Linked DNA regions of Sus scrofa: regions 2, 3 and 4 are each linked to region 1. A link is a contact called in public Hi-C and promoter capture Hi-C data. All regions are on one chromosome and are shown on one strand. Each heading gives the region's core, a stretch centred on a gene start, on an enhancer-like site or on the middle of the called end of the contact. The rest is flanking DNA. Distances are from core to core; before and after follow the strand shown. Region 1 holds the start of UGGT1 (UDP-glucose:glycoprotein glucosyltransferase 1). Region 2 holds the start of WDR33 (pre-mRNA 3' end processing protein WDR33). Region 3 holds the start of POLR2D (DNA-directed RNA polymerase II subunit RPB4). Region 4 holds the start of AMMECR1L (AMMECR1-like protein).

Evidence for each region. Promoter capture Hi-C pulls out the DNA fragments that hold promoters and counts their contacts. Hi-C and Micro-C count contacts between places; a contact is called where the count stands out from the background.
Region 2: a promoter capture Hi-C map of fetal liver shows a contact between it and region 1, with 2.3 times the contacts expected there. The contact joins the promoter of WDR33 here to the promoter of UGGT1 in region 1. A contact is called at or near these places in 2 of 5 promoter capture datasets (fetal liver and liver), 1 of 47 Hi-C or Micro-C datasets (liver) and 1 of 2 datasets of contacts at active chromatin or transcription factors (alveolar macrophages).
Region 3: a Hi-C map of liver shows a contact between it and region 1, with 9 times the contacts expected there. The contact joins the promoter of POLR2D here to the promoter of UGGT1 in region 1. A contact is called at or near these places in 2 of 5 promoter capture datasets (fetal liver and liver), 5 of 47 Hi-C or Micro-C datasets (fetal liver, heart right ventricle, liver and 1 more) and 1 of 2 datasets of contacts at active chromatin or transcription factors (alveolar macrophages).
Region 4: a contact with region 1 is called in a promoter capture Hi-C map of liver, with 2.2 times the contacts expected there. The contact joins the promoter of AMMECR1L here to the promoter of UGGT1 in region 1. A contact is called at or near these places in 2 of 5 promoter capture datasets (fetal liver and liver), 9 of 47 Hi-C or Micro-C datasets (embryonic fibroblasts, epiblast stem cells, heart right ventricle and 3 more) and 2 of 2 datasets of contacts at active chromatin or transcription factors (alveolar macrophages and skeletal muscle).

Annotation. Positions count from the first base shown.
Region 1 is chr15:59,262,029-59,268,653 of Sscrofa11.1, forward strand. It overlaps UGGT1 (UDP-glucose:glycoprotein glucosyltransferase 1), which reads right to left and starts at 3,025. Exons shown (of 40, transcript XM_021075942.1): 1 at 2,775-3,025. The coding sequence starts at 2,832.
Region 2 is chr15:59,516,180-59,522,804 of Sscrofa11.1, forward strand. WDR33 (pre-mRNA 3' end processing protein WDR33) reads left to right here and starts at 3,653. Exons shown (of 22, transcript XM_021075457.1): 1 at 3,653-4,032.
Region 3 is chr15:59,475,330-59,481,954 of Sscrofa11.1, forward strand. POLR2D (DNA-directed RNA polymerase II subunit RPB4) reads left to right here and starts at 4,302. Exons shown (of 4, transcript XM_021076493.1): 1 at 4,302-4,445. The coding sequence starts at 4,373. AMMECR1L (AMMECR1-like protein) reads left to right here. Exons shown (of 9, transcript XR_002339479.1): 9 at 1-1,197.
Region 4 is chr15:59,450,730-59,457,354 of Sscrofa11.1, forward strand. AMMECR1L (AMMECR1-like protein) reads left to right here and starts at 2,341. Exons shown (of 9, transcript XR_002339479.1): 1 at 2,341-3,275; 2 at 4,790-4,899.

The sequences.
Region 1 (6,625 bases), core at 1,775-4,274:
TGTTCAAGTAGTATTATGCTACAGCTATGTTTACAATTTTTTCCTGATGGGACCTAGATCTATAATCCCCCAACAGTGCTGACTGATCCCGGATGAAAAATGGGATGCTACTACAGGGTACACTGCATGCAGAGGGTGGGGAGGGGACTGAGAGTGTCAGAAGGCCCCGTGGAAATGCCCGCATTTACAGAGCAATTACACTCCTGGCAGCACCACTGCCAGTGCTCTGCAAACACCAGCTCCCCGCCCTTCCAAATGATGGCCCAGGAGACTGCAGCTCCTGAGGGTGCAGCCTTGTTCACTCTGTTCACCACATCGAACAGCACAGTGCCTGGCAAACAGCAGATGGTCCATAAATAGGCTGCATAATGGTGACACAGGAGCATCTCCACTTTAAAAATAACAACATGGAAGCTCAGAGAGGCTAAGTTACTTGACCAAATAATATACAGCCATGCTTGGAACCCACATTTGCCTGTTTTCCAAAGTTCTCCAATGGCATGCTATCTGCCCTGGTTCTCCGGCTTTAAGAAGGAGTGAGAATTCATCCTGTGGAGACCCAGACATAGCAAAGGGCTTTATTATGAGACCCAAGGTAAGTCCAAGGATTTTCTACAGGCAGAGTCCTTCAGACTCAGGTGGGTGAGAGAGCTAGAGTTTCAATCTTAACACTAACAGTGTGGGTCTGAAGTTGGGACTAAACCAAATCTAGCAACCACTGACAGATCCACACTTGGGCTGGCTTTGGGGACCAAATGTGATCTCCTCCAGAGCAGAGAGTTCTGTCTGCCACAGTCACATGCCTAGCAAAATGCCTGGAACACAGGAGGCACTGAAAATAAAATCAACACAGACTGTTCATTAAGGGATGAGTGAAAGCCAGTGGAAGGTGGCACCACAAGCAAAGATGCTACCGAAAACCTAGGACTTAAAAAGAGTGAAAATGAAAACAATAAGCACCATGACTCACCCAGAGATCCCCTCGCTCTGTCTTAAAGAGACAGAAAGTTCTTCGGACACAGCATAGCACCATTAGAGATGGGAAAGGGAAGAAAGCTATACATTGAAGAAGAATTTTCCCATCCAGACCCCACATCCTTGACACCACAGATAACACCAGAAGAAAAGGCTGTCCAGAGGAGCAGAAGGTAAGAACCTCACCGAGGGGCCTTTTGTTTGAGGATACCTTCCTTTTAAAAGACCCCTTATCAACCTGACCCTAGTGGTCCTGACTAAAGGTTGCTTATAAAAAGGAATAGTCTAGGAAATGACAGCTGTCAGAATCTGCAATGTGGCACTGCATAATCATAGGCATAATGCTTATGCCATGATGGACAAATTAAAAAGTCTTCAATAAGTTCTGGGCCCAAATGTATCATCTGCAAGATTGAGTGTGTGGCCCAGTTTCTTTAGTTTAAATTAAAGATACTATCCCATGTTCATTTATCTACAGTAAGATATCAGAAATACTTATCAAAGTTATATTATGGCAAATGTTTTTCACTTTTGGAAAACAGAAGAGGCATAAGATTCTAATCAGTACCAATCTTTTTTCTCCATTTTTAAGTTGAAGAAAATAGCTACCAAATGCTTTAAAATAAAATTTTAAAAAAACCACTTGCACCCTCCAAGTAAAAAAACAGCCATCTGAGTTTCAACATGTATGACAAGAGCGAGGGAAAATATTAGGAAGTACTCACTCTTGAGAAATAAACTTACTTCTGAAATAATTAAACTTAATATACATTTATACCTTTTAGCAAAACTCATTTGCCCTGAACCAAAAACACCTAATTTCCAATTAAAAAGAGATATTGTATATCTGATATGAAAACGACCACCAGTAACTGGAGAAAAAGTCTAATAGAATTTTCTCCAGTTTATTTCCCTCAAGTTAAACATGCATTGTGAAGACGCCATGGTACTGTACAAAGCAATGTTTATTTCCTTTAATAAAAATGAGTTTCAGCTAAGTTCATCAAAAGCAAGTCAAATGGAAAGGCTATAATTATCCCAAATTTTGTAGTGTTGTCATATAGCTATTTAAAATGTCTTCAAACATCACACTACAATTGGACAGCCAAGCGCATGATGAATTTTTCCAAAATAGTGTAGCACAGGAAGGCATAAGACCCCACGACCTCCAATGAACAAAATATGCTAGTTCTCAAATCTGGCAAGAAATGCAAAACAATCTAGAGTTTCTGGCCAAAGAACATGAACAGTTCACACCCATAACTTATTGGCGATGTACGCAGATCTTACTCCTCTGGCAGGTCCCACACTAAAAGTGAAACCGGATCATCCAATTTCCAGCCAACGGATCCTCGTATTAAATGAAAACGGCAACCTATATTCAGCACCTGAATTCATTTTAGGGAAAAGAGAAATCTATAAAAAGTTCCGTTCGTTCTCCTATCGGGGTCCTGCAAACTGCTGGTTCTCAACCTACTTAGGGTCAGGCTTAATCTAAATGCATGTCAGGGCACTTCCCCCACCTGCGTCTGCACTTGAGCACATGGGTCTCCAAGCTCTTCTATGAAGGCTCAAAGGGGTAGAGAGAGCCTGCGGCTACCCTCGCACAAACGATACCTTGCCCAGAAGACACTGAGGGATAACTCGGGTCACTCGCATTGAGGGGGGAAGGTTGGGACACGGGAGGGGAAACTGAGTCAGGGAAGAAACGGAAGCGCAAGGTGACCGGGACACGGAATCGCCTCGTGCCCCAGACCCTCTCCTGACCGCGAGACCGTCCCACGCCACCCAAGGGGTACCTGTCACCGGCCGCGCAGCGGCGGCACACGCGCCGCCCGCAGCCCCTTTCCAGCCCATGCCGGGGCCGCGCTCCGTCTGCGACGGCACCTGGGACAAGGCCGGAGCAGGGTGGAGCGGGGTGGGGCGGGGCAGCTGCGGAGAGGGCAGCAGCTGCGCCAGTGAGCGGCCGACACGCGCCTTTCCCGCGGCTCGGCTCACAAGCCGGCCTCGCAAAGCTAAAGACCAGCAGCCGACCGCCCTTTACTTCCGCTTCCTACTGGCTGGAGTCGGAGGACTTCCGGCTACTGAGTCACGGCGGGGACCGCCCAGAGCGTCGCGCGGCCGCCATCTTACATCCGAGAAGGCCACGCCTCTTTTGTAGCTTCCAGCTGTTTAGTATAGCCACGGAGGCTCGGGTCTGCAAGTCCTGGGGCGTTGTTTAGGCAGGCAGCTAAGACCCAAAAGCTTCACCACGTGGTGCGACCGGAAAGGGGTTTCATACTTTTTGCAGATTGGGACTCGGAGGAGCTTCAAAGTCTACTTCCTTAAACCCTTTATTAAAAAAGCTGTTGCACAGTAAAGGACAAAGTGACAATGTTTTTGAGCATCTTCGACTTTATTTTAAACCTTAGATTTCGATAGCTTTCGTTCCAGGGAGCAAGGGAAAGGAAGATTTTTTTAAATTTTATGAAACGATTTAGCTTATTTTATACGGTCAGTGGCAACTTAATCTGCAATGATTACTTTGTCCTTTGCTTCTTTTTTTTTTTTTTTTTTGAAAATATAAATCTGTGTAAAATTGTTTTAGCATATGTGACATTGGGCAGATCATTTTAGCCGCCAGATATGAATACATCTTTGGAGGGTATTTTTTAACTAATAAAGTGAACTAGAAACCAAAAGTACATTAAAAAGTAATTTAAGAAAGTGTACAATTTTAACTGACTCGATTGTGGCGTACAGTCCTTCCCTTGAGAATGCCAGACAGAACAAGGACTAAAACACCCCCCTCAATTTGTACTGTGCTTAAGAACCTCTAGCTGACTGTTGGGTTTTCAGTTCCTTGCTGGAATAAAAGGAGTGCAGATAATTTTAAGAACTGGAAATGACCATTTTAAGTTTATTTCTTGAGGGAGATTTTGTGTTAGTGGCTGTCCATTGTGTGTTTTTTGCCCCTTTTCATGTGATGCTTTCCACAAAAAAAGAGAATTGTTTTCTTTCTTTTTTTTTTTTTTTTTTTTGTCTTTTAGGGCTGCACCAGCGGCATATGGAAGTTCCCAGGCTAGGAGCTGTGGCCTCCAGCCTTCACCAGACCACAGCAACTTGGGATCTGAGCCACGTTTGTGACCTACACCACAGCTCATAATAATGCCAGATCCGTAACCCACTGACCAAGGCCAGGGGTGGAACCCTTGTCCTCATGGATGCTAGTTGGGTTCATCAACCACTGAGCCACGATGGGAACTCCCAAGAATTGTTTTCTAATTCACCACTTTACAGAGCTTTTCACTCTCTGTTTTAACTTGGTCTTCTGCTATTGATGTATAAACACCACCAACCTTTGCTTAGTTAATAAGTGATAGTACAGAATTTCTAAGAAAGTTGAGTTTCTGTTTCGCTAAATTTTTCTCAGAAAGTTCAGTGCAATTTTATTTCACCAAAAAACAGATTTTTTAAAATTGTTTTAACTTTTTGAGATAATTACAGATTCACAAGAAGTTGCAGAGATAGTACAGTGAAGTCCCATGCACCATTCACCAAGTGCTCCTAGCAGTTACATCTCAAAGAACTATAGTACAGTATCAAAACCAGAAATCTGAGATTTGTACAATGTGTTTGTATAATTTTGTCATTTTAACAGTTGTATAGATTTGGGTAACCACCACTAAAACTCAAGAACTCTTCCAACACCACAAAGATTTCTAAAGAGTTGCGGGAGGGAGGATGATTTTTAAGGCAGTGAAAGCATTCTGGATGATATTCTCATGATGGGTATATGTAGACATTGTCAAACCCACGGAATGTACAACATCAGAAGTAAACCCTAAGGTAAACTATGGACTTTGAGTGGTAAGGGTATGTCAATTTAGGTCTATCAGTTGTAGCAAATGTAGTTACCACTATTAATAGTGGGGGAAATTGTGAGAGTTCCCATCCTGGCTCAGTGGTAAAGAACACCACTAGAATCCACGAGGACATGGGTTCAATCCCTGGTCTTACTCAGTGGATCAGGGATCCAGCATTGCCATGAGCTTTAGTGTAGGTCACAGATGCACCTCAGATCCGGTGTCGCTGTGGCTGCAGTGTGGACTGGCAGCTGTAACTGCGATTCAGCCCCTAGCCTGGGAACTTCCATGTACCACAGGTGCAGCCCTAAAAAAAAAAAGAAAAAGTAGCAGAGGAAGTGGCTCATATGTGGCCTCAGAGGTAGGTATACAAGAATTATCTGTACTCTCAGCTCATTTTTCTATACATCTAAAACTGATCTAAAGTCTTAAAATAATACTCTTTTTTAAAAGGAAAAATCAGGAGTTCCCCAGCAGCCTAGCAGTTAAGAATCTGGCATTATCACTGCTGTGGCTTGGGTTCGATCCCTTCCATATGCTGTGGCCACGGCCCAAAAAAACCCAAAGTCTTTTTTCTCATTATAAGATAAATAAAAATGAGACTCAAGCTTTTAAAAATAATGGATAAAAATAATTGATAGACTCTATCTTTAGAGTAGTTTTAATTTGACAGAATAATTGAGCAGATATTACATACAGTTCCATATATCCATCCCATCCAAACACGGGACACCTAATAGAGTTTCCAGTGTTAGTAACATCTTGCATTAGTGGGGTACATTACAGTAACATCGGCATAGTGGAATATTTAGAATAATCCTCAAATAAAATAACTCTGAGTTCCTGTTGTGGCTCAGCGGTGATGAACCCGACTAGCATCCATGAGGATGCAGGTTCAATCCCTGGCCCTGTTCAGTTGGTTAAGGAACTGGGGTTGCCTTGCGCTGTTGTATAGGCTGCAAACACAGCTCAGATCTGGTGTTGCGGTGGCTGTGGCATAGGCCGACAGCTGTAGCTCCTATTCCACCCCTAGCCTGGGAATTTACATATGCCATGGTGTGTCCCTTAAAAAAAAAAAAAAAAAAAAAAAAAGGAGTGACACAGTGGAAACTAGGAACCATGAGGTTGCAGGTTCCATCCCTGGCCTCACTCAGTGGGTTAGGGATCTGGCGTTGCTGTGGCTGTGGTGTAGGCAGGCGACAACAGCTCCAATTAGACCCCTAGCCTGGGAACCTCCATATGCCACAGGTGCAGCCCTCAAAAGACAAAAAAAAAAAAAAAAAAAAGAAAAGAATATAATTGTCGGAGTTCCTGTCGTGGTGCAGTGGTTAACAAATCCGACTAGGAACCACGATGTTGCAGGTTCGGTCCCTGCCCTTGCTCAGTGGGTTAACGACCCAGCGTTGCCGTGAGCTGTGGTGTAGGTCGCAGACGCGGCTCAGATCCTGCATTGCTGTGGCTCTGGCATAGGCTGGCAGCTACAGCTCCGATTAGACCCCTATCCTGGGAACCTCCATATGCCGTGGGAGTGGCCCAAGAAATGGCAAAAAGACAAAAATAAATAAATAAATAAAATAAAATGTATTAGAGAGACTCTCAAAACGCAACATTGTGGAAATAACACTTATAAATTATTATTAACTAAAGTCCATAGTTTACATCACAGTTAATGCTCCATATGCCAGATCATGAGGGTGGAGCCCTCATGAATGGGATTAGTGCTCTTATTTAAAAAAAATAAAAATAAAAAAATATAAACCTTTCTGCAGAAGTTCCAAGGGCAAGGATCAGACCCACACCACAGC
Region 2 (6,625 bases), core at 2,403-4,902, 250 kb after region 1:
GAATAACCTAAGTGCTTGATTAAAACCAAAGAGGCAGAGTTCCTGTCGTGGAACAGTGGCAACGAATCCCACTAGGAACCATGAGGTTGGGGGTTTGATCCCTGGCCTCCCTCAGTGGGTTAAGGATCCAGCGTTGCTGTGAGCTGTGGTGTGGGTCACAGAGGAGGCTTGGATCTAGTGTTGCAGTGGTGCTGGTGTAGGCTGGCAGCTATAGCTCTGATTGGACCTCTAGCCTGGGAACCTCCATATGCGGCTAGTGCGGCCCTAAAGAAAAAGAAAGAAAAGAAAGAAAAACCAGGAGGCAAAAGTAATTTATTTATTTTTATTTATTTATTTTTGGTTTTTTTTTAGGGCCTCACCTGCAGCATATGGAAGTGCCCAGGCTAGGGGTTGAATCACAGCTGCAGCTGTCTTCCTAAACCACAGCCACAGCAACGCAGGATCTGAGCCTCGTCTTCGACCTACACCACAGCTCACGGCAATGTGGATCTTTAACCCATTGAGCAAGGCCGGGGTCAAACCCCCATCCTCATGGATCCTGGTCGGGTTTGTTAACCACTTAGCCACGACAGGAACTTCGAAAAATAATTTAAAAGAGGAATTTCTGATGTGGTGCAATGGATCGGTGACATCTTGGGAGCACTGAGATGAAGGTTTGGTCCCCAGCTGGGCACAGTGGGTTAAAGATGTGGGTGGCGTTGCCACAGCTGCAGCTTAGGTCAAGACTGCGATTCAGATCTGATGGCTGTCCCAGGAACTCTTTATGCAGCAGGGCGGCCAAAAATGGGAAAAAAAATTAAGAGTGGGAAGATGAAAGACAGAACAAGGGCAAAGAATGTAAAACAGTTGCAAATATGGTATGTATTAATCCAACTATCTCAATAATCACTTTAAATATGAATGGTCTAAATACATCAATTATCAGATAAAGACCATCAGAATGGATTACGAACATTGCCTATTGTAGTCTAGAGACCCTTAAACTTTACTGAGCTCCATGGCTATCACTTTTTCAAAAAGTCCTGAGGCACAGCCCAAATGGGAATTTGGAGCAGGCATTCATGATTCAAAGTTAGTTTTCTGACAGGTCCTTCCTTCTCTAGCTAGGAGTAAGTGCAAATGACGCTCTGATCAGGAACCAGTCCTTACACTTGGAAGATATTGTAGAATCTGAAGTTCCCGTCATGGCGCAGTGGTTAACGAATCCGACTAGGAACCATGAGGTTGCGGGTTCAGTCCCTGCCCTTGCTCAGTGGGTTGATGATCCGGCGTTGCCGTGAGCTGTGGTGTAGGTCATAGACGCGCCTCGGATCCCTCGTTGCTGTGGCTCTGGCATAGGCCGGTGGCTGTAGCTCTGATTGGACCCCTAGCCTGGGAACCTCCATATGCCGCGGGAGCGGCCCAAGAAACAGCAAAAAGACAAAAAAAAAAAAAAAAAAGATATTGTAGAATCTGCTGCTAATAAAGTTGCCCAATAAAATTCCCTGGACACTGGCTAAAATTTTTTTGATGAAAAGATAACCTTGAGCAGGTCTGACGCAGCTCGGATCTGGCATTGCTGTGGCTGTGGTGTAGGCCAGCAGCTATAGCTCCGATTGGACCCCTAGCCTGGGAACCTCCATATGCCATGGGTGTGGCCCTAAAAAGCAAAACAAAACAAAACAAAACAAAACATATTACAGTTCTTCCTATTCATGTTCCACTAAAATTAGATAATTAGTATTTCTGGTGTCATCATAAAAACTTTGTATTGAAACTTTGTAATGTCCAGGTAATATTATATGGTATGCATGTGCCATTATTTAGCCATTATCTGCTATCAGACATTTAAATTGCTTTTTTTTTTTTTTTTTTGCTTTTTTTGGTTTGTTTGTTTTTTTAGGGCCTCACCCTCGACATATGGAGGTTCCCAGGCTAGGGGTCTTATCAGAGCTGTAGCCACCGGCCTACACCACAGCCATAGCAACATCAGATCCGAGCTGCAACTTCCACCTATAGGACAGCTCAGGGCAACGCTATCAATATTTCAATGAAAATTTTGTACATACATTTTTTTAACTTTATTTTTTTTTTTAGGGCGACATATGTGGCACCATGGAAGTTCCTGGGCTAGGAGTCAATTGGAGCTGCAGCTCCAGCCTATGCCATAGGTCCAGCAATGTCAGATTCAAGCTGAGTCTAAGACCCTGGTGCAGCTTGGGACAACACCAGATCCTTAACCCACTGAGCGAGGCCAGGGATCAAACCTGCATCCTTATGGAAACTAGTTGGGTTCTTAACCTCTTGAGCCACAATGGGAATTCCCTTTTTGCACACTTCTGAGAATATCCTTAGGATAGATTTTTAGAAGAGGAATTAGAATGAAAAGTAATACATTTTTTTAAGATTCTTGATTCATGTTGACTTAAATTTTTTATCCTAAAATTAGAAGGCAACTTGTTTGTTTTAGTTGTATTCTTAACTTTCTATAAATGGGATCATCCAGTGTCTTCTTTTGTGCCTGACAGAAGGAAATTTATGATATTCATCAAGTTTGTTGCATTTATCAGTAGTTACAGACAAACCTTTTTTGTTTTTTTGTTTTTGTTTTTTCTGCTTTTAAGGGCTGCACCCACGGCATATGGAAGTTACCAGGCTGGGGGGCAAATCGGAGCTACAGCTGCAGGCCTATGTCACAGTCACAGCAAGGTGGGATTGGAGCTGCATCTGGGATCTACACCATAGCTCAGGGCAACACTGGATCCTTAACCCACACAGCGAGGCCAGGGATGGAATCAGCATCCTCAGGGATACTGGTCAGATTCCTTTCTGCTGAGCCACAACAGGAACTCCCAGACATACCTTCTTTTATTGTGCTTCACTGCTATTGCCTTTAAAAAAAAAAAAAAAAAACTAAGTGAAAGTTTGTGGCAACCCTGCGTTGTCAGATAAAGGATTTTTTTTTTTTTTTAGCAATAAAGCCTTCTAAAAGTAAGGTGTGTACTTGTTTTAACTTAGTGCTATTGCACACTTAAAGACTACAGTATAGTGCAAATATAACATATGCGCTAGATACCAAAAAATTTGTGATTCACTTTATTTAAATATTAGCTTTATTACAGTTGTGGGGAATAGAACACGCAGTATGTCTGAGATATGTCTGAATTTCCTGTTGCTACATAGTAGCTCACTGCATGACCACATCATAACTTGTTTACACAACTGCTGATGGGCGTTTGAGTTACCAGTGATTATTACAAACAACAACAACAACAACAACAAAAAACTGCTTTAAACATTGCTGTGCATGCCTTTGGTGAACGTATGCACTCAGCCCTCTTGGAATGGGACTACCGAGTCTCAGAGTGGGGGGATGCTAAACTTTAGGAGCGACTGTGTAAAGTTTTCCAAAGTGGTTGCACCTCAGGGCTCAATTTTTATAACCTGGTCTCAACTCTCAGTGAGGAAACGAGATAACCTAGAGGTATCTAAAGTACGAAAACTGTATGCTTGACTCAACTCCGAGCCTTCATTTAAATTCTCAAAATATTCTCAGGCAGGTGCTCTGATTTCACGGATGAATAAACGGGACTGCAGCACCACCCCGAATAAATTTCCTATTCAAATTTTGGAAACCGGGGTATTTTTGAAAGCATCAAGGTTAGCTCACAATGTGAAGAAAACAGGCGAGACCACCCGCTCCTCTTTCCTCCTCGTTCCAGACAGCGCCGATCTCCACTGAGCTGGAACAAAGGAGTTGTTCAGTGAAGCCACGTGGTTTGCAACAAGGTCCCGCCTCTCACCTGCACACATGCGCAGTTTGAACTCTAAAGAGCCCGTCGGCCCAGACGCGCGTGACGTAGTAGCGTATGCCGATGCGTGATGACGCATAGGCGTGCGCTCGGTGGTTCATAGGGGAAGATGGCGGCTGCTCTTTTGGAGGAGTGGGATTGAGACGGGCGGAGGGGGGAGGCCAGGAAGGAGAGACGTTCCCGGCTGTGAAGACCGACATTTCGCTCGCCAGTCATTGGGAGCTCTGCTCAGCCCCGGAGGGTGAGTCTGGCGGCGGCACGGGACCGGTCGCCTGCAGCAGGCGGCGGCACTCTCCGCCATTTTCCATCTCGGCCGTTGCGTGCTTTGGGGGCCTAGAGGGGCGCTTGGGAACAGGTTGGAAGAGCAGAGAGGATCTCTGTCTGGGGCTTTTTGTGGCGGTTTCAGCACTTAGGGGGGAGGGCTTGGAAGCTTGCGGCAGACCGGGAAAGGAGGGCATGGTAGGACTAAAACTCTGACTGGGGACAAGTGACGACTAGAAGACGTAGGTAGTAGTAAGGTTATGGATAAAGCTGTGAAGTTTGGAGGTGGAAGCGCGTTAAACTGAAATTTGGGGCGGGAGTGGAAGGGGTTGGGCCGAGAGTTGAATGAGTGTGGCTTTGAGTGGTTGGTTGAAGGGGTCACGGGAAGTTAGTTAATGAGAAACCTGTAAAACGGCGGAAGGTTTAGTCTCGTAATTATTATGGCTTGAAATCGGCAATTTTCACAGATATAAATCTAAAGCTTGACAGGCATAAAACCCCTGTTCCTCCTTTGGAACAGTTACATTCCTACTTTGTTTGGTTTAGATCATGTTCTCTGAAAATTCTTTAATAACTCCCTGCGCATCTCCAATTTTAAGTTGCCTTTTGGCAACTAGATTTTTAGGTTCTTAGAAAGCGTTCTTTTTTTTAAGGAAAGAAAAAAAAAGTTGGTACTTTGTTGTAAATCCCTGTGGTTGGTAGCTCTTCCGCAGAAAGGAGAAGGAGGCTGGTCGATAGGAATTCCCGTAATTGGATCTGTTTAAATCAAATCAGAAAAGCACAGGTTTTTGATAGAAAAGTCTCTCAAGAATGTTTTAAAGTAATTTCTTAGCAAATGATAGTAGGCTGTTGGAAACTTCGGGAGACATCAGAATTTGAAAAAAAAGATTTATGAGAAATACCTCGGGAGCAATGAGTTGACTTTTAAAGTACACTATGGAGATAGAGTATTACCTGTATCTCCACGCAGTGTTTTTTTTTTTTTGTTTGTTTGTTTGTTTTTGCCTGTGAACGTGATGCAGTGGTACATCTGTTTAATTCTGGCAAAACTTTTAGAGACTGTTAGTTTAAAGGAGTCATGTTAATTGTTCTCCTGATGTCTTTTTTCTTTTCCTAATAATAACTGCGTTTGACACCCATCTTTTATTGCACTTTTTAATTGATCTTCTTGCCTACAAGAAGGTTAAATATTTTATCGATTCCAGTTTGCTCTGAGGCTTGGAGTTTCATATTTATCTCTTTTTTTCTTGAAGTTTATGGGAAGAATTTGGTTAGAAAGTTGGCCTTACAATGCTTTAGGAAAAAAAAAATGAAGCCTTATCTATGAAGTTGGCATTGTTTGGTTGGTGGAAAATAGTAAAGGACAGATTTTTGCCATCACAGTTTTGTCTTGAGCTAAGGCTTTAGTTATACTTTTGGTAACCACTTAAGGTGCTTATTCAGAGTCCTTTGCTAAGTAACAAGCCTCTATACTTTCCCGTTACTTCCCAATACAACATGTTGATTATTGCCGAATTTCCAACGGTTTCATATTTCAGAATAAGAAAGTAAGGTAAAATAAAGCTTTATAACTATAACAGTATATTGACAAAGATAATAGTGAAAGGTTTTCACCAAGAATGTATTTATGTAATCCATTTGAGGCTGCTTAGGGGGAAAAAAAAACAACTTTTAGATAAGGTAGTATTAAATAGAGCCTGCAAATTAGAAGTTTTCATTATCAAAGTATATTTATTTAAATGCCATAAACTTAACAGCTTGTTTAAGCATTCCAGATTTGTTGTTTAAGACTCCAGATTGTCCTAGTTTTCTGCCAAACATTATTCCATGATTTTGTGTTGAAACTTTTGCTTGTTAGAGTTAATTCTTTTTCTTTTGGAATAGTGAACGTTTCTCTGAGACTCGTAAGTATATATAGTATTGGAAAATCTTACAGACATTACTCTCATCCTTTCTGGTTCTTGAACATTTTAATATTTTCTGGTAGACTGACTGACTTTATCATGTGTGTATTGTACCTTATATTCATAAATTTGAATGCTTTTACATTCCCAGAGCTGGATACAATTGGAAAGGGGAAGGGTTCTAGCAGTAGAAGACCTACCTAGGTTTGAATACCAGGCTTACCACTAACTAGCTTTTTCATAGTTGGTCAGTTACAGTCTGAACTTCAGTTTCCTTATTTATAAAAATATTAATTATGATATTTATCTCAAAGGTGAAAGGAAGTGTCTACTACATAATTCAGTAAATTTTGACATTTTTCTTTCTGTGACTTGAATTTAATTGAAGTCATTTTCTTTTTAAAAATTGAAGTATGATTGGAGTTCCCACCCTGGCGCAGTGGAAACGCATCTGACTAGGAACCATGAGGTTTCGGGTTTGATCCCTGGCCTCGATCAGTGGGTTAAGGATCCAGTGTTGTGGTGAGCTGTGGTGTAGGTTGCAGATGTGGCTCGGCTCCTGCGATGTTGTGGCTGTGGTGTAGGCTGGCAGCTGTAGCTCCGATTAGACCCCTAGCCTGGGAACTTCCATATGCTGAGGGTGCGGCCCAGAAAAGACAAATAAATAAA
Region 3 (6,625 bases), core at 3,052-5,551, 210 kb after region 1:
AAAACCCAGGAAATGGGGAAAAAAAAATCAGTGCACAAGAATCGGGCTTGTTAAGCCCAGCACCACACTGAAGTGGGCTCGGTGGTTTTTGGAGTGAAGAAGCCTTACTCCCTGCACATTCCCTCATGCTCCCATCCAAGTCCAGCAATGGAGATGGAGATGCTCGGGTTCCTCTTGGCTTGGCAAGGGGACTCAGGAGTCGACCAAGGAAAACTCTTGGGCCCCATGAGGAATGGCACTTTCAGTGTCTGTCCTGAATGGAGCCTAGTCAGGAAGTAGTCTGGAAGTGTACGGTCATGGTCACCTCATGAAGATGTATGGCAGGTGGCTCTCAGGAAAAATACTAAGTCTGGATCATCCATGTGGCAGCTTTGCATAGGGAGATGACAGCTCCGAACTGGAACTTTACTGCCTTCCACGCGCTTGACCAAAGCAGTGATGAGGGTGGCCAATACATGTGGTATGAGTGGTAGGTTTAAAGAGAAAGGGGTGTTTTCTGCTGGCGTTTCCTTTGTCCTTGGGCTGCTCAAGCTGAACAGTAGGTAACCACTGTTTTCAAGGAACCAGCCTACCTTGGCTGGTTTGGTTCGGAGTCCGTTTCATCCCTAGCTGTGAGTGCCTTTTGGTCTGGAACGTTGGCTTGTCTCATGATACCCACAGCTAGGACATTCTCTCTGTAATTTCAAATTGTCTTTGTTTTACATTAACTAAAAGAGAATGTCTGATCACTAGAGTTTGTTGGTGTTGGTTTCCACTGTGAGGTTCTTAAACTTTTTCGCTTCATAATACTAAAGCAACACATGTTAGATACCCTTTCAACAAGAAAGGTTTGTAGTTGAGACATTACATATATTTTATTGTTTATAAGAAAAATCATCTATACAGGAGTCCTGGGTGTTAATTTTAATATTTGCACAAGATCTGTTTTCCATGATGTGTTAACACCTACAATTTCACTAACTGTTGATGTTATTTTCTATTGAGATTCTGGAGCCTAGGGAGCTATATGTTCTTTTTGTTTGTTTTCATTCTTATTTCCCTGAAGCAAGAGACTTTGTATGGCCTTCAGTGCAAAGACTTCAGACCAATTCTTTGTATTACACTTGGTTGCCTCTTGGCTATATAACTTCTGAGTGCAAATCATTGAACTCTTTAACAAAAGTATTGTAGAGAATAAATCATAATGGGTAAAAAGTGGTCTTTGTCTTGCCTCTTTTTTTTTTTTTTGAATAGCAGTTAATAGTCATTTTATTTTGGACAGCCAACTAGATAGTATTTATTCAGCCTGCATACTCTTTGTGGTGTTGATGATCCCTAATAACCTTATACTCTTGTTGGTAGCAATGCCACTGTTTTTTTTTTAGAGCCAAGTTTTCTTGGCATAAACCTAAGGTTTATGAACCCTTTTTAAAAAAACTTTTTTCGGAGTTCCCGTCGTGGCACAGTGGTTAACGAATCCGACTAGGAACCATGAGGTTGCGGGTTCGGTCTCTGCCCTTGCTCAGTGGGTTGAGGATCCGGCGTTGCCGTGAGCTGTGGTGTAGGTTGCAGATGCGGCTCGGATCCCGCGTTGCTGTGGCTCTGGCGTAGGCCGGTGGCTACAGCTCCGATTAGACCCCTAGCCGGGGAACCTCCATGTGCCACGGGAGCGGCCCAAAGAAATAGCAAAAAAAACAAAAAACAAAAAAACTTTTTTCCCCTAGGAAAAAAGTTCGTAGTTGTCATTAAGTTTTCCAATAACACAGAACTTGCCCAGAAAGCTACAACCTGAAGAGGGAGTAGGGGGGCAATGCTCAAATTTAACATAACATTTGATGAGGTTAATTAACCCAAACAGAGACTTTGGGACATGGGTGTGGTCTGACCTAGAGGAAAACATTGCTCGATTTTGGATGGCCCAGAAAGGATGAGGTTTGGAGAAAATGACAAGGAATGATTTTTCAAACTTTACATTCACGTGTTGATATTGTTAGTCTTTGGTTTAAATTTTTATTTGCAAGTATGTAAAATTTTTAAGATACCAGTTCTGAGGCCCTTACAGTTGGCAAGAGGTTTATATGGTCAGGGTTAGATGATAAATTTGGAGATACATTACAAACGACTGGTTAACCACAGACCGACTGTGTGAGAGGAATTCTGTTTCTTCAAGAGAAATGATTCTAGAGATGAGTATTCCATTTCTGTAATTCCACCTGTAAACAGCATGGAATTCCATATCATTCTTTTTGGGGGGTATATCAATCCAGGGTCTGTGTGACCTTGGTATAAATATCTGCTTTTGAAAGGCACACTCACTGGGATAGTGGAAGGACTTGACTGGACCAATACTGTACAAAGAACCATTGGAGTTCCTGTCCTGGCTAGTGGTTAACAAATCCGACGAAGAACAATGAGGTTGCTGCTTCAATCCCTGGTCTTGCTCAGTGGGTTAAGGATCTGGCGTTGCCGTGAGCTGTGGTGTAGGTTGCAGATGCGGCTCGGATCCCGCATTGCTATGGTTCTGGCATAGGCTTGGCAGCTACAGCTCCAATTCGACCCCGAGCCTGGGAACCTCCATATGCCACGGGTGCAGCCCTAGAAAAGGCAAAAAGACAAAAAAAAAAAAAAAAAAAAAAAAAGAACCGTAGTAGCTCCTGAGCAATGTGATGACCTCTTTGTATGCTTCCTTACTTCTCAGACCACTTGCCACTTTCTGTCTGTCATTATGAAAAGTAAGTCCAGGTCTTGCATCAACTACCTGTAGAGAGCTCCTTTTGGGGACAGCTCTAGGACTGATTCACCTTTTTAACTTCAGGGCCTTGCACATAAGTATTTATGGTTTCTTGAATGAAAATGTGGACAAATCACCCTGTGACACGTTATTGGATGTATTTGTTATCCTCTTTTCTTCTTTCTTCACCTGTTGACTTCTTTCCTGCTGTGTGTGTGCAGAAGATCCAGCTAGCCTTGGGGCCAGCACATGATGAGGTCCGGTAAGCAGTAGGTACTCTGTAAAGTCCTGCTGGGTGGCTAAATGGGAGAAAGAGGCCTACACTGAGCTTCAGAACTACCTCCCATACCCAGCAGCTACCTGTCCCCAGCCTCTTCATCAGAACATCAATCCACAGCTCTGTTGGATTGTGTAGGAAAGCACTTTGAAGCAGTAAAAAGCTCTGCCAATACTATATAAACTACCATTGATTTACCCAATACATCTCTTTTGGAAATACAGATAGAAGGCAAATTAGGAGTTCCCGTCGTGGCGCAGTGGTTAACGAATCCAACTAGGAACCATGAGGTTTCGGGTTCGATCCCTGGCCTTGCTCAGTGGGTTAACGATCCGGCATTGCCGTGAGCTGTGGTGTAGGTTGCAGAGGCGGCTTGGATCCCACGTTGCTGTGGCTCTGGCGTAGGCTGGTGGCTATAGCTCCGATTAGACCCCTTGCCTGGGAACCTCCATATGCCGCAGGAGCGGCCCAAGAAATGGCAAAAAGACAAAATAATAATAATAATAATAAATAAATAAAAATTAAATTTAAAAAAAGGCAAATTAATTTTGTAAAAATTAGTCTTGTCTGGTAATGCCTTTTTTTGTTAGCAGAGTTTACATGATACTTAAGCACTGTTCATTGCTGAGCCAAGTAGTGCACTATGATTATTCCTTTCACTGTACAACCATCTGTTTTCTCTCACATTGGAAACAAAATCATTTTTCATTTGCTTAGTTTTCTAAGTATCACCCAAATATTCCATCAGGCCTCTCGATATCACTATCCACGTGCTCAGAAGTATTAGAAAAATCCACTACAAATAAAAAATTTTAAATGCTTAAGGCTATAAAGGAAATCATACGTTTTCAGTCACCTACCCAGCTTCCCATCAAGGAGAGTTCCTCTCGTTCCAGCTGCTCGGAACCGCGCGTTCCTGCATCTCATCTAATCCTTCCCTCTGCCCTGGGAGGCAGGTATTCTCATCCACACCCCACAGGTGAGTTAACTGAGCCTCAGAGAGGTATAGCGACCGGTCGCCACGCCGCGCGGCGAAGGGCGTACGGGGGAAGAGGCGAGGATGGCTTCTCCCGCGAGGCCAGTGCAGGACGGCCCCTCGGCGATGAGTGAGCCCCGCAATCCCGGTCTCGGGCTCCTTTCCACTTCCTTGGGAGCAGCCTAAGGTCGCTTCACTCCTCTCTGCCGCCTCCCAGCTTCGCCCGCCCCATCCAGGTCCCGCCCAGCCCAGAGGTTCCGCCCAGCCCAGAGGGTCCGCCCACATGTGGGGGCCTGCTCAACCCTATTCGGACTCCGCCCTGTCTCCGAAACCACGCCCCTTCCGTGCTGTGTTTCGTGGATCGGCGCTTCCGTTTCCGGCGGTGCGAGTGGAGGTTCGTGGCAGGTCAATGGCGGCTGGTGGCAGCGATCCGCGGGCTGGTGATGTAGAGGAGGATGCCTCACAACTCATTTTTCCCAAAGGTGCGGCCTGGGGCTTCCCGACTATCCCGGTTGTCCGGTGTGGTTGGCGTAGGCCTAGCTGGGGCTGGCGGGCGCGGCGAAGGGCCGGGAGGAGGGGGATGCAGGCCAGCGGGGAGCGGTACGGTGAGAGCAGGCCAGCTTGATTGCACACCTACCGCTCTGGAGCCTTCGGCGCCCAACTCCGCACTGGCTCTGGGCGGCCTCTTACTCCTGTTTAAGTAATTCGTTTTATCTGATAAACTCTGCGAAGTTCTGGAGGGATGTGTCAAAGATAAAACCGGCACTAAAGGGGTCAGGACCGATTTTAATCAGTAATATACCATTGCAGTAGAGAAAAGAGTCAAGCGTAGACTAGTCCCAACTTGGATTTGTAGAGAGGTGACTGAACGTTTTAAAGAGAGAATGAGGGAATAGGGAGAGGTGAGCGGGGCTTACTAGGGTCAGGGAAGTGAAAAACTACGAAAAATGGGAAGAACAAAGTATAGCATTTGGAGTGAATAAGCGGTGAGATTCTGCTGTGTAGAAATGGGAACTATATCTAGTCACTTGTGATGGAGCATGGTGGAGGATAATGTGAGAAAAAATATATATGTGCATGTGTGACTGGGTCATTCTGCTGTATAGTAAAAAATTGACAGAACACTGTAAACCAACTCTAATGGAAAAAATAAAAATCATTATTAAAAGAAAAATGGGAAGAGAAGAGTTGGTCAGTTTGAAACCCATTTGGATTTGTTAACTGTCACTTAGGAAAATTAGGCTCCTGAGAGTCTGCTGTATAGCACAGGGATCTGTGTATAATCCCTTGTGATGACACATGATGGAAGATAACGTGAAAAAAAGAAGGTGTATAAATGTATAACTGGGTCACTTTGCTGTACAGCAAAAATTGACAGAACACTGTAAATCAACTATAATAATTTTTTTTTTTTTTTTTTTTTTTTTTTTTAGGGCCGCACCTGCAGCATATGGAGGTTCCCAGACTAGAGGTCTAATCGGAGCTGCAGCTGCTGGCTTATACCATGGCCATAGCAACATGAGATCCGAGCCGTGTCTGTGACCTACACCACAGCTCACAGCAATGCCAAATCCTTAACCCACTGAGCAAGGCCAGAGGTTGAACCCGCCACCTCATGGTTCCTAGTCGGATTCATTTCCACTGTGCCACGACGGGAACACCAAAAAATCAGGTTCCTACCCTCCCACTTCTGCTCTGGGCTGGGGATGGGGGCTCTATCTCCAGGAGGTGGCTGGAATAAATAGTGAATTATTTTGGCAGCCTTTAGTTTTCATAGGCAGCTATTTTATTTTATTTTACTTTATTTTGTTGATTTTTAGGGCCACATATGGAAGTTCCCAGGCTAGGGGTCAAATCCGAGCTGCAGCTGCTGGCCTGCAACACAAGATCCGAGCCTCGTCTGTGACCTACACCACACACAGCTCTCGGCAACACTGGATCCTTAACCCACTGAGCAAGGCTGAGGATCGAGCCCGATTCCTCATGGATGCTAGCTGGGTTCATTACTGCTGAGCCACAACTGGAGCTACTTATAGTATAGTTCCTGTTATAGGCAGTTACTTTAAAGGAGCTAGACTCATCCCAGGAATGCAGTTAGAAATCATGTAATCTTGAGCTGTTAGAAATCATGTTAGTGTTTTGTTCAAGTCTGTGGGCCAAAGTTGAGTCCTAGCCAAGAAGAGGGTGCAAAGGATTCTGCCTAGAGTTTGGTCAGAGAGAGAATCTTTGTCACGTGGCAGCAAGTAAAACACATTTTTGCTATCAGGAAACTTCCTTTGTGCAGTGTGATGTACTTAGTTTGTAATTTAGAAACCCAAAATGAGTAGAAAACTTAAGATATTATTTATTAAAAAATAAATAAAATGCCTTTTGTCTTTTTAGGGCCGCACTTTTGTCATGTGAAGGTTCCCAGGCTAGGGGTCTAACGGGAGTTGTTGCTGCTGGCCAACGCCAGAGCCACAGCAATGTCAGATATGAGCCACGTCTGCAACCTACACCACAGCTCACCGCAACACTGGATCCTTGACCCACTGAGCGAGGCTAAGGATCAAACCCGCAACCTCATGGTTCCTAGTCAGATTTGTTTCCGATAAGCCATGACAGAAACTCCTAGAAAGCTTAAGATTTTAAAATGTCGTATCTTAGGAGTTCCCAAGTAACT
Region 4 (6,625 bases), core at 1,091-3,590, 190 kb after region 1:
ACTCAGAATTCTTAACCCACTGGGCCATCAGGGAACTCCTATCATTTCTTTTTTTGGGGTGGAAACATTAAGATCTATGGTTAGAGTACATTACCATATATATTCTTAACCATTCAAGGTAAGAGATGATGAAAAGCTATGCCTTGTTTTTATAGTGGTACAGCTATATCATGGCAAATTGGGGTGACATTTTAGGTTCATGCACAGGGCTTGAGCCACTTAGCTTTCCCACAGTTCCCCTATCCCAACTATATTACGTTCCCACCACTTGCTGGTTTTCTTCTTCATTTAATTATTCAGGCTACAAAAAATTACCTTATGCCTACTATGTAACAGGTTTTTGCACTATATGCAGGAAATGAGAAAATAAATAAGACATAGCCACTTCCATCTTTATGGTAAAAATTGTCCTCTTCTTTCTTCTTCTTGTTCCTAATTTCACTCTATTTTTTTTTAAATCTTTTTCATCTTTGTAGGGCCACACTGGTGGCATATGGAGGTTCCCAGGCTAGGGCTCCAATCGGAGCCATAGCTGCCGGCCTACACCACAGCCACAGCAACTCGGAATCCGAGCCATGTCTGCAACCTACACCACAGCTCACGGCAACGCCGGATCCTTAACCCACTGAGCGAGGCAAGGGATGGAACATGCAACCTCATGGTTCCTGGTCGGATTCATTAACCACTGAGCCACGACAGGAACTCCTCACTCTGCTATTTTTGCATCAGTGCATACTATTGCTTTCTGATGTGAAGTGACCCCAAAGTGACTTTTTAAAAAGTCCTGCCTTTCAGTGTCAGTAAACAACAGCAGGTCCTACTTCTTGGTAAAATGCCTTTTGACAGCTCAAAGCAAGGTTTGTTTTTGTTTTAATTTGGGAGTGTTTCAAGTCCAACTTAGTTCCATCATTTACCTTCTGGCAGCTTGATAACCAGGGAGCAATAACTCCCTTATCTGTGAGCTGTTCAATGACAACATAGCACCACCCTGGGAGCAATAGACTAAGGCCCTTTTCCAGATTTCAAGACTTTCAGCTGGAAAGACTTTCACTATATGAAATTTATTCTGATTATTTTAAGTCAGGATATGATCCACTTATTCAGAAACCAACAAAGGAATGACCTCTGGCTTGCTGCCTCTAGCATTTCTGGCTCCAGGCCATATGATCATCTAATTTGTAGTTTTTCAGGCCTACAGAGGTTAGAAACTGGGAAAAGTGGAACTCAACAGCAGATAAGCACCTCCAGACCTTGACAGGAATTATGAAGACTGCTCTAAATGGCTTTTGTGGAAAAAAAAAAAAAAAAAACTGACCTCTTGTAGATCCCGTTGTAGCTCAGCAGTAACGAACCCGACTAGTATCCATGAGTATGAGAGTTTAATCCCTGGCCTCGCTCAGTGGGTTAAGGATCCGGCATTGCTGTGAGCTGCAGCAAAGGTCACAGATGTGCCTCAAATCTTGCGTTGTTGTTGCTGCGGCTGTGGTATAGGCCGGCAAGTGTAGCTCCCATTTGACCTCTAGCCTAGGAACTCCCATATGCCACAGGTGCGGCCCAAAAAAAGAAAGAAAAAAGTCACCTTCTTATTCTACAGCCATGTCTCTTCCTTCCACTGTTTTGCTCTGCCAGGTTCTCAGAGTTCCAGGTCCAAGGGGCACCAATCACTGTTTCCTCCCTTTTTTGCTGCCTACAGGTAATTTTGCTATAAGTCTGTAGTAGCAGATCTTACTATGCTTTAGTACATTATGCATTCTAGAGCAGAAGGTTTTTGCTGGAAAGCTTCACTGTTAGATATGATTTGCATTTTTTACTAGAGACTTTTCTTTGCTCTTGGAGGACAAACATGTTAAGGATTCCTTTCTGCGTAAACAGAATAGCAAAACACAGAACTGTCGATCTGTGGGCTTGAGTCTGTGTTCTCAACTAGACTGGCAATGCTTTAAAACAGGGCATGCCTTTGCTGCAGGGCCTAAACAGTTTGTAGTGGTTAGGGTGAGGGAGCAGGGCAGAAATGAGACTTTTAGTGCAACTCCATCTGTCACTATAATAAAAACGTTAAGTTGTCAAATTAAACACCAAATATTTGAAACGAGAATAATTTTCTATTAATTTTTTTTAATGTTTCTTGTATTGCTCTCTTTGAGGCCCTTGCCCTGCCAGTGCTGAGGTATCTGCCTAGTCGACCAAATGAATTAACCCTGCACTGTAGATAGTGGCCACTTGAGTCGTTTCTGGGCTGGGGACTGGGGTGGGGGTGGGGGTCAAGACCGAGATTTGGGCTCCTGACACCACCTAGGGTGGTCTGTCCTTTCCAGTACACGAGGAGGCTGGCACTGAGCCTGGAACTCCTTCTCAAAAGCCTGGCCGGATCCGATGGGTCTGCTGAATATAAGGCTGCTCCGAGCTACCCCTTCCTGGCTGCCTTCGAAGGCTTCGACTAGGTGGGGTGAAGCGACGCGAGCCTAACTGCTCCGGGAAAGCCGTGGGCGGCTGAGTGTTGGGCGGGAAAGGGCGGAGCGGCGAGGCTGGGCATCCCGGCTGCATCCCAAGCCGGTACCTGGGCCGCGTCACGGACAATGCCGCCGGCCCGGGCCGCACTACAATTCCCGACGCGCTCTGCGCTCGCTCGCAGAAGCCAAGGCAGCCCGGCCTGCACTGCGCCGACCGGCCTCACAGCCGGGAGCTTCGCTCCGCAGGCTCAGCGACCCGAGGGGTCCGACCCACCGGCCTCCTCCTGCCCCTCACCTCCCACCCGTCTTTATTTCAACCGCCTAGGCTTCTACCCCAAGAGTGGAAAGCAGCCTCCTAATTCAACCCGTGGAGTCGACTCCAGCCAATAATGTGCGCGAAGCTAGGCCACGTGACAGCAGCGGGGTGGTGCTCCAGAGGCTCTCCGATCTCTATGGTTTTGGCGACTAGCTAGAGGGCGTGTGGTCCACTGGAGGACTACCTACATTCTTCCTCCATTACCTCACTGCCTCCGGTGGCTGCTGGGATACCGGAAGACTCGGGTCCCGGCTCGGCTCAGTCCTCCAGCTGCCCGGGGAATACCTCTAGCAGTTCTTCCCTGCCGCCACCGCCGCCCCGCCGCTTCCTCCTCCGCCCGCCCCCGCCGGCCTTCTTCGCCCCGCCCCGTCCGCGCCGCGCGTCCGGCCCGTCTGCGGCCCGCTTCTCTCGCGAGCCCCCACCCAGGCGCATGGCTCCATGAAGCAGGAGGAGGAGGCAGAGCGCGAGAGGTCCCGTCTGCCCCGGCTGCGCCTGGGCCAGGAGAAAAGGTGGGAAAGTCGGTCCGCGCCGCGCCCTCCTCCCCCGTCCCCGCCAGGCCGTCCTCCCAGGGGCTGCCGCCGTGCGTGTCGGGCCTCCTCACCCCGAGGCGACCGGAGGGGCCGGCGAGTGGGTCCCCGGGGTTCGGGGTTCGGGTCCCGGGGCAGCATGGGGGAGGGGCTCTGGGGGCGGTGAAAGGAGGCGGCAGGGCGGGGCCTGCGGGCCGCGTGTGCGGGCGGGGAGCTAGTGGGTCGGAAGGCGTGCTGGGGAGGGGGTGAGTGGATGCCCCTGCCCCGGGCCGCGAGGCGAGGCCAGGCGAGGCTCCAGCTCCTTTCTGCACTCCCTCCAGGAAACAGTGGCGGGTCGTGTAAAGTTTGGTGGTCTCCGGCGCCGCCTGGCGGCCCTCGCCCACCGTCCCGCCGCCCCGCCGCCCCCTCCCCCGCCCGGCGTCTGGATTCCACCCCCGCGGCTCTGCCCTCTAAACCCTACCCGTCGCCTGGTCGTCCCCCTACTCCTCCCAGAGCCCCGCGCTCTCCCCTTCCACCTCCTTTCTTACCTTTCACCTTTTTATCTGCCTGCTTTGCACCTCCCGTCGCTGGCCTCTCTTTTCCCCGCTGTATCTCTTCCTTGCTGAACTCTGTTTTACAAGCACGCTTTCGTCTCTTCTTCCCTTTTTTTCCAACTCCACCCTCATTCTGTCTTTCCTTATGTACCCATAGTCCTCATTTCCATTATTTCTCCACCTGGCACTCTGGGTTTTATGCCTCCCTCCTTCCCAGGCTGTGGGTTTTGCCCTTCACTTCTTGCCCTCCTCCATTCCCTGTCCTGATGTGAACTCCTCACTTTGCCACACGCCCTCACCCAGATCCCTCTGGGCCTATCCCCTTTCACTGCCCTCTCCTTGGACAGAGTGGGTGGGGCCTGGAGTCTCCTGTTTACATCTTTGGGAAAAACTCAATTCTCTACTCCTGGCGGGTGGAGAGAGTTGGTGAAGAGATTGTAAAAGAGATTTGTGCAAGCCTCAGAGTAAAGATGGGTGGCTTTTACCAACAGTTATCCTCCCCACCTGGGATAACAAGATGGCCTGTCCTCAGGACCCTGGCATGCTGTCCAATAATCCTTCGGCACCATCTTTGCAGAGGATATGGCAGTATGTTTGTATTCTGAAACCAGTGGAGAATCTTGAAGTGGTATATCTTAGCCTGGGAGCAAGTTTTTATCTAAATTAGTGGTGGAGGAAGTTTTAATGTCTGTCTCATGTTTGGTTTCAATTAAATCTTTGATACTCATTGTCCTCCCTTCTTGGTGATGATGCCAAGGATGAGGTGATATAATGTATGGGACTGCCGTTGCTGCCTTATATTTAGATTTTGAAATGTTTTGAATTAAGGAAAGCCTGTTCCTTAGTTGTTTTTTTTTTTCCCCTAGAAATTGCTCTGTTGAGTTGTAGTTTTTTCAGAAACCATCCCTTACCTTGGCACTGCCTTGATTTTGTTCATTCACTGTACCTACATTTCCATCTTAGGTACAGGAAGAAGGAATGGAATCGGAAGGAAGAAAATTCATTTCAGAGACAAAATAGCTCCCCTCCTCTGTTATAGCTGTTCCCCTGGCAATACAAACTTTCAGCTTTAAGTGAGTATTACCTTGGACATACTTAGACTAGAATTTTGTTGCCCTTTTAAAATTAAAAAAAAAAAAAAAATTTTTTTTTTTTGTTTTAGGCTGGTGCTAGGACTTCAGGATGTAGGTTTACTTTGTTCACTTCTATTTTTCTACTTCTTGAGAGGGGGTCCTAATGTTGATGAATTGCCTTCCACTTGCTCTCTTTTAAAATACTTTGAATATGTAAAGACACATTTATTTTCCACAATCTCATTAGAGTGACCTAGATGGTGGTGTGGCATTATCCGTAACCTTTATGTACATAAAGTCTGCCTCCCGCCCCTTCCCAATTATTCATTTTTTAAAGTCAAAGAGGGAACTCAGGAGTTCCCGTCGTGGCACAGTGGTTAACGAATCCGACTAGGAACCATGAGGTTGTGGGTTCGGTCCCTGCCCTTGCTCAGTGGGTTAACGATCCGGCGTTGCCGTGAGCTGTGGTGTAGGTTGCAGACGCGGCTCGGATCCCGAGTTGCTCTGGCTCTGGCGTAGGCCGGTGGCTACAGCTCCGATTCAACCCCTAGCCTGGGAACCTCCATATGCCGCGGGAGCGGCCCAAGAAATAGCAACAACAACAACAACAACAACAAGACAAAAGACAAAAAAAAAAGAGCATAATAACTCAGAGGTTAATGTAGTTCCTATCAAGGTCAATTACTGAGTGTCTTCCATATGGTTATAATCTTCAGGGAATTTTGGAACATTTTGCCCTAAATCTGCTAGGGTGATACTATTTTCTTGAAAATAATTAGAGTTTTATATGTAAACAAAGTTCTGGAAAAATTTTTATTACTCTTGAATTTCTTGGAGGTTTTTTTGTGTTTTTTTATAATGATTTTTATTTTTTCCATTATAGCTGGTTTACACCCTGGAGTTTATTAGTAATGGTATGCAGACATTTCTAAGAGAATTTTTGAGTGCTTCCCATCTCATGGAGACTCACAGTCCCTCTGTGAGGAAGGCAGGGAACAAATATTTTCATTTTGCAAATGAAAGAAACGAGGCCCAGAAAGACCTGGCTCACTGCCATAGCTCATAGTAAAGGAAGGGGATCTAAAAAGAAAACAAAACTTCTGACTCTTGATATTCAAAGTTTGGCTTAAGCTAACTTGACATGGAAGTGTGTAGTTCTGTGTATTTTTGTAAATCTATAAAAAAAAGGATTATACAGGTAGATCTGGTATTTTTAGAGGAGATATTTTTACACAGGAAATGTTTTGGATTGTTTGTGTGTGTGATGGGCTTTCAGAAACATAGAAGTGATTATTTGAAATGATTACCAGAATGTTTGTGGTCTCTTCATCTGAGTGTTTTTTGGAATAGTTCCATAAGTAGGCCAGAATTATAGCTCAGGTGCCATTTCACTAATCACATAATTATTAAATTGAATTTCAGTTCAACTCTTTGTCACAGAGGAAACAGTATCCTGTTCCTTCTGTATGAAGCTTGGTTTGAATAGACATCTGGACACTAAATAATAATAACAGGATGCAAAGACTTCTTTTCTTTTTGCCTTTTTCCTACCTCCCAAATCCCTTTTCTTTGTTAGAAGTTCATGCCCCTCAGTAGGCTGTGTTGAGGTTTGTCTTTTTTTTTTTTGTCTTTTTGTCTTTTCTGGGGCCACACCCATGGCATATGGAGGTTCCCAGGCTAGGGGTCCAATCAGAGCTGTAGCCACCGGCCTACACCAGAGCCACAG